Linked DNA regions of Pan troglodytes: region 1 is linked to region 2. The links are chromatin contacts, called in public HiChIP or PLAC-seq maps. All regions are on one chromosome and are shown on one strand. Each heading gives the region's core, a stretch centred on a gene start, on an enhancer-like site or on the middle of the called end of the contact. The rest is flanking DNA. Distances are from core to core; before and after follow the strand shown.

The links. HiChIP or PLAC-seq counts read pairs in DNA pulled down with a chosen protein or histone mark.
Region 1: a contact with region 2 is called in an H3K4me3 HiChIP or PLAC-seq map of stem cell-derived excitatory neurons, with 10 times the contacts expected there. The contact joins the promoter of CCDC82 here to the promoter of FAM76B in region 2. A contact is called at or near these places in 1 of 7 Hi-C or Micro-C datasets (stem cell-derived neural progenitor cells) and 1 of 1 datasets of contacts at active chromatin or transcription factors (stem cell-derived excitatory neurons).

Annotation. Positions count from the first base shown.
Region 1 is chr9:98,495,991-98,498,690 of NHGRI_mPanTro3-v2.0_pri, reverse strand. CCDC82 (coiled-coil domain containing 82) reads left to right here and starts at 1,296. Exons shown (of 8, transcript NM_001280316.1): 1 at 1,296-1,349. JRKL (JRK like) reads right to left here and starts at 1,213. Exons shown (of 2, transcript XM_016921850.3): 1 at 1,121-1,213; 2 at 1-711. The coding sequence starts at 544.
Region 2 is chr9:97,893,224-97,895,923 of NHGRI_mPanTro3-v2.0_pri, reverse strand. FAM76B (family with sequence similarity 76 member B) reads left to right here and starts at 1,352. Exons shown (of 9, transcript XM_001145967.7): 1 at 1,352-1,573; 2 at 2,407-2,471. The coding sequence starts at 1,487. It overlaps CEP57 (centrosomal protein 57), which reads right to left and starts at 814. Exons shown (of 14, transcript XR_008538130.2): 1 at 220-814.

The sequences.
Region 1 (2,700 bases), core at 47-2,546, 600 kb before region 2:
AGAGTCCAGTTTCATCTGCATTGTAGATTTGTTCAGGCTGTAAATTCTCTCGTTCAATAAAATCTCGAAAGTTATTACAAAAATCTTCCACCGCAGTCTCATCTCCATTTAATCTTTCATTTCTAATGTTAATCTCTCTAATGCTGTGCCGCTGCTTAAAACGAGTTAGCCAACCGGCAGAGGGGTTAAAATCACCATCCATTCCCAAAGCATAAAAGAAGAACTCTGCCCTTTTTGCACAAATTGGTCCAGATATGGGATTCCCTTTTGCTCTTTGCTGGTTGAACCATTCCAGCATTGCCCTGTCCAATTCCTCATACATGGATGGCTTCATAGATTTCCTCTTGGCCAAAAGACTTGTGGAATCAGAACTGCTTGCATAAGTTATAATCTTTTCCTTATTTTTTCTTATATCCCGAACTGTTGTTTCACCAATTCCATAAATCACTGCCAGTTGTTTGGAAGAACCTCCGTCTTCAAGTTTCTTTATTATATCAAGCTTATCTTTAATAGTCAACACCACACGCTTCCGTTTCCCCGACATAGCGAGGTTCTGGGACTCACCCCACACTCACAATGTAGCAATCCACAAAATCCTTCCTTCTCTTACACAGGCTCACTTTAACAGTCTTAACACACTCAGTCTTTCATCCTTACCAGCAACCTGGTGGCCCTGATCCCCTCCCGGGCTGGGGTTGGCTGGCAAATAGACTGCAGAAGAAGGTGAAAGAGGAGGAAGTTTGAGAGAACAGGCCTTTCTTTAACTTATACGGGCAGTAGCGGAGGCCCCATGTCACCGCGGATAATCCGGATTAAAAGCATGTGTTTTATTACCCCAGCAGCCGTGAGAAAGACTATACCCCCATTGTGTCCACGAACCTCCTGCACGTCCAGATCCCGGGTAACCGCGCGTCACTAACCCCTGCCACACCCCAAAGTTACGGCAGAGAGCCGAAGAGCCTAGGAGTCAAGGACTGGCACCCTTCCTCAGGGGAACGGATATATTAGATTCCTTCCCCAGCAGCAGGGCCCTCCCGCCGCGCAGCCCCAGTTTCCCGCGCCAGCTTTAGCCGGGACAGTCCTCCCCGTCCCTCAAAACCCGCCAGGCCCCTCTCCCCACCTCTCTTGCAACCAGGACCCGCACAGCTCCCTGACTATCGCGCGGCAGTCGCTCCGCCCCTAGCCACGCTCCCGGAAGATGATCCCTCCCGCCGCCTGGCCCCACCCCTCGCCCCACCCAGAGGCGGGACTTCCCTTGGTCCCCGGAAGGGGGGAGGAGCATCGCTTGTCATGAGCTGGTTGCCGGGGCGGGGGCGGAGGCGGAGGCAGAGGCGGAGGCGCTTTGAAAGGTGAGAGCGCGAGGGTGGTGCGGGGCTGTCTCCCGGCTGGGACTCGCTCGCGCTCCCGGTGCTAATGGTTTATGGGAGGGGCGGGGGAAGCCGTGCCTCCTCGCGGACTCAGAGAAAAATTCCCGCGGGCGCTCTTTGGGTGGGCCGGAGAATGCGCCTCTAGCCCTCCTCCTCAGTTGAGCTGCAGTGGGCGCGGTGCCCGTTATTTCCGCCTTGGGGAGGTGCTTGGAACTGATGTAGGGAGCTCGGTTGGTGATTTCTCGGGTTTCTGGCCTTTCCAGACCCTTGTAATTGTTTTCTCGGTGCAGAGCTCTTTTGGGGTCTGGGGGTTTCTGTCGTCCTGCGCGCGTCATCGCGAAGCTTGGCCTGAGGGTCCGGTTTCCTAGCTACTGTGCCCCTCCCTCCTGGAGGCAGAGTGACGGACTAGTGGGCTAGCGGGCGCTGGGTTCCTGCGTCCCGCCAAAGAGGTTTGTAATCATGAAAGTCACCCTTCCGGGTGTTAATTCCTGAGAGGATCTATTCCTCTGTCTACCACTCATTCCTGCTGCATTAACCTTCATTGTTAACGGATTTTAATGAATAATATAGTTATCCCGGATACCATGCTGGCAGGATCCACTTTGCGAAATTGTGGACTGTTGGACTGTGATTCTAAGTGGGGGAAATAGGCTTTCCTCTCTTTATGTTTATTTTCTTATATCCTATTTCTGTCATGTTCTGTCTTGTTTTCCTGCCAATAGAAGAACTACGATAAATTTATTCATAGCAATGTGATAAGAACTTGATCTTAATCATACACTGTAGCCCTCAAATCGTGTATTATGCTGGCTTGTTTTTGGTGTCCCTAGTAATTTCATCAGATTGTGAGCTCCTTGGAAGCAGAGACCATGTTTATTTGAAATGGTGGCAGCACAGTTCCTAGCAGGTCCTTGCATTTTGGTAGATATTCAATAATTGTTTTTCGGCTTATTAATCTTTGCTCTCCAAACTGCCATATAAAAGAAAACATCGAAGAGGAGTGATGTTTTACACCCAAGAATGGATCCCTCCCGGTAGAATTTCAAATAATGACCTGGGGTTCCACTGCCTTTCAAATCTGTAAAGTGTTATCTACCACCTGCATTGTTTATACAGCAAGTAGGTGATTTCTAGAATGAATCTTTTCTTGAGTATGAATTAACCTGAAAGTTTAGAAGGAACTATATTTCTTCTGATGAGAAAGTCAAGTGGCATCATCAAAGTACTTTTAGCTATAGAGGTACTGTGTTAGAGAAAGAACACAAGCAATATGGATTATTGTCTTTAATATATATTCTTTGGCAGATAACATAGCTATGTATGTGCATCTTAT
Region 2 (2,700 bases), core at 103-2,602:
GGAACAGAGGCGGCCAGCCCAGTTTCACTGGGAGCCAGAGGGTGCAGCTTCGACACAGGAACAGTGAATGAAAGCTTGGGGAGCGCGGGGCAATCTAGGCATTCCCGCCGTCCTCCAGAATTGCGTCAGAAGCCGGACTGACAGCGCCCTGAAACGTGAGGAAACTCAAAGAGGCGCTTAGGACCGACGTGGGGCCCACTCGCGCCAACTGCTTCTTACCGACAAGTGAGAACCAGAAGCCGCAGAGACAGACGCCGCCGCCATCTTTCAGCCTGCCCAGGGGGTCTCCGCACTTCGGGGGCGGTCTAGGTTCTCGTGCTCTTCTCCAAGACTCGGGAGCCGCCCACCAGGGGGGACCCTAGGCTGAACCCCAGATGGAAAAGGGCAAGGGTGCTGGTGCTGGGCTTGGAAACCCCTGCCACACACCCCCTCAGGGCCGCCTACGCTCACAGCTTACACAGAAAGGGCAACACGTCCTAACGGACGTCTTTCCTAGCCAATCAAAACAGCAGACGTCTTTCTGTAGTAGGAGAGAATCCGCCTCTTCCCTGGTGACGTCACAAGGTAGCGCGTAACGAGGCCTGCTGCGGCAGACAACGCCGGGGTTACAGGCCGGCTCTGCGGGGATTCTACGGAGGGGCAGGCCTCCTCCAGTAAGAAGCGTGGGCGAGTAGTGTTGTCGCCAGTGGCAACCGAAGGGAGTAATGGAGATAAAACAAAAGCGAAGGCGAAGTTAAAGCACTCCACGAGTTCCCTCGGATTAAACGCCGGAGAGAGCGTGAATTTGCCTCGGGGACGCCTCTCCAGGTGAAGTACTTACCTTTTGGCCAATAACAAATAGGATTAGGAGGGACTTAACGATTTAGTCCAATAGAAAGCAAGGGAAAAAAGTTGCGGCAGAGAACGAGCCTTTGGCGAACATTTGCCCAATTGGATTGGGGCGCTCTCAGCCAAACCTGGGACTGGCTGTTAGAAATAGCCGCGACCGCAGACCTTTGGGCGGGGCAGGTTCAAAGCGGATTTCGCGCGCTGAGAGCTCCGGGATGTCATTGGCCGGCGACATCCTTCCTTTGTGGGCGCTTCCTGCGTCGCGGAAGTTGGGAGTTGGGAGGAGCCATCGAATGACGCGGTAGCCTTCGCAGCCAATCAGGGATGGGAAAGGGAGGCCGAGAAGGAAGCGGATCCGCGGCCGCGCAGCTAAACAGCAACCCCCTACCCGTTTCGTCTCCCTCCGCCGCTATCGGGGCCTAAGCGGGAGCGGCTGGCACGGCGTCACTGGGTGGGCTGGGGCGGAAGTGGAGGCGGAGGGAGACGGTGGCGTCGTCCGCGGGGCCCTGGGCTCTCGCGGCGAGGCCCTGGTGGGCGCGAGGCAGGGGGAGGGGGAGGAGGAGGAGCCCGCGGCCCGGGCGGCGGCGGCGGCTCTCGGGTTCTCCGTAGGGCCCCGCCTCGGAGCGGGCGGCGGCGGAGGAGGAGACTGAGGAGCAGGATGGCGGCCTCGGCCCTGTACGCCTGCACCAAGTGTACCCAGCGTTATCCCTTCGAGGAGCTCTCCCAGGGCCAGCAGCTCTGCAAGGTCCGTGGGCTCCGGGAGGCGGGCGGGATGGGTGTCCTCGGCCGTAGCCGGAGGGGGCCGGGTAGCCGCTGCACTGCAGCCCCTCTCTCTTCGCCGGCGCCTCAGGGGTTTGGGAGTCTGGAGCCCTCGCCTCCCCACTCGGGGACCCCTTTTTCTGGGGGCTTGAACATTAGCTGGGAACGGACCCTGAAAGGGAGGCAGAATCGTGCCCTTTTCCAGGCGGCCCAGGAGGGTGCCGGGCCCCGTCAGCGTCTGGGGGTCTCAGGGGTGGGGTTGAGTGAGGCAGCCACCTGTCTATGCCGCAGAGACCCAGGGGTGGAGATGTTTTCATCTCGGTTTTCTGCCTGGTCTGTCCTCTTCTTCCACCAGGAGGCAGGGGACGGTTTTTGCACTTTCTTGCTAGGAACCCGAAGCCGCAAAGCTGATGGCATCCTTCTTCCCTGTCCAGGAAAGCGAAGCGACTGGTTTGGGAACAGAATGCTCTGATTTGGAGCTCCTCCCATCCCATTAAAGCCTGGATGCTGTCTGTGAGCAACGGTGCAAAATAATAAGTAGTTTCACATTTAACCAATCCTTGAAATCGGCCCTGACAGCTTTCTTAATTTATCTGTAATATACCCCCACGTCTACTAAAGACAAAGACACCTGTGCCTTCCCTAAGGAATTATATTGTGATTGGCCACTTATATGATAAAGCATCCAGTTCTTTACGTTGGGGCCAGGTTTTATAAATGTTTTAGACATTTCACTAGGTTGGGTAAACAGTTTTCTACCAGAAAAGTGAGATTTGGGACTTTCAGAAAGATACTGACTAATGTATTGTCTTATTACAGGAATGTCGGATTGCACATCCTATTGTAAAATGTACTTACTGCAGATCAGAATTTCAACAAGAGAGGTTTGTATACTGAACAGTTTTTGACTGTTAAAGACAAGTGTTGTCTTTATGGAATACTTGGGGGTTGTAATCCCATGTTTTTATGAAAGTATTTTTTAAAAATGGTTTAGCCCCAGAAATTTTAAGTTGTAAACCTTTTGTACATGGTGGGAGAGAGAATGTTGCCAAAAAAACCAGTGGTGGTTAATTTACAGTTAGACTTTATATGAGGGAAAGTATAATACTACAT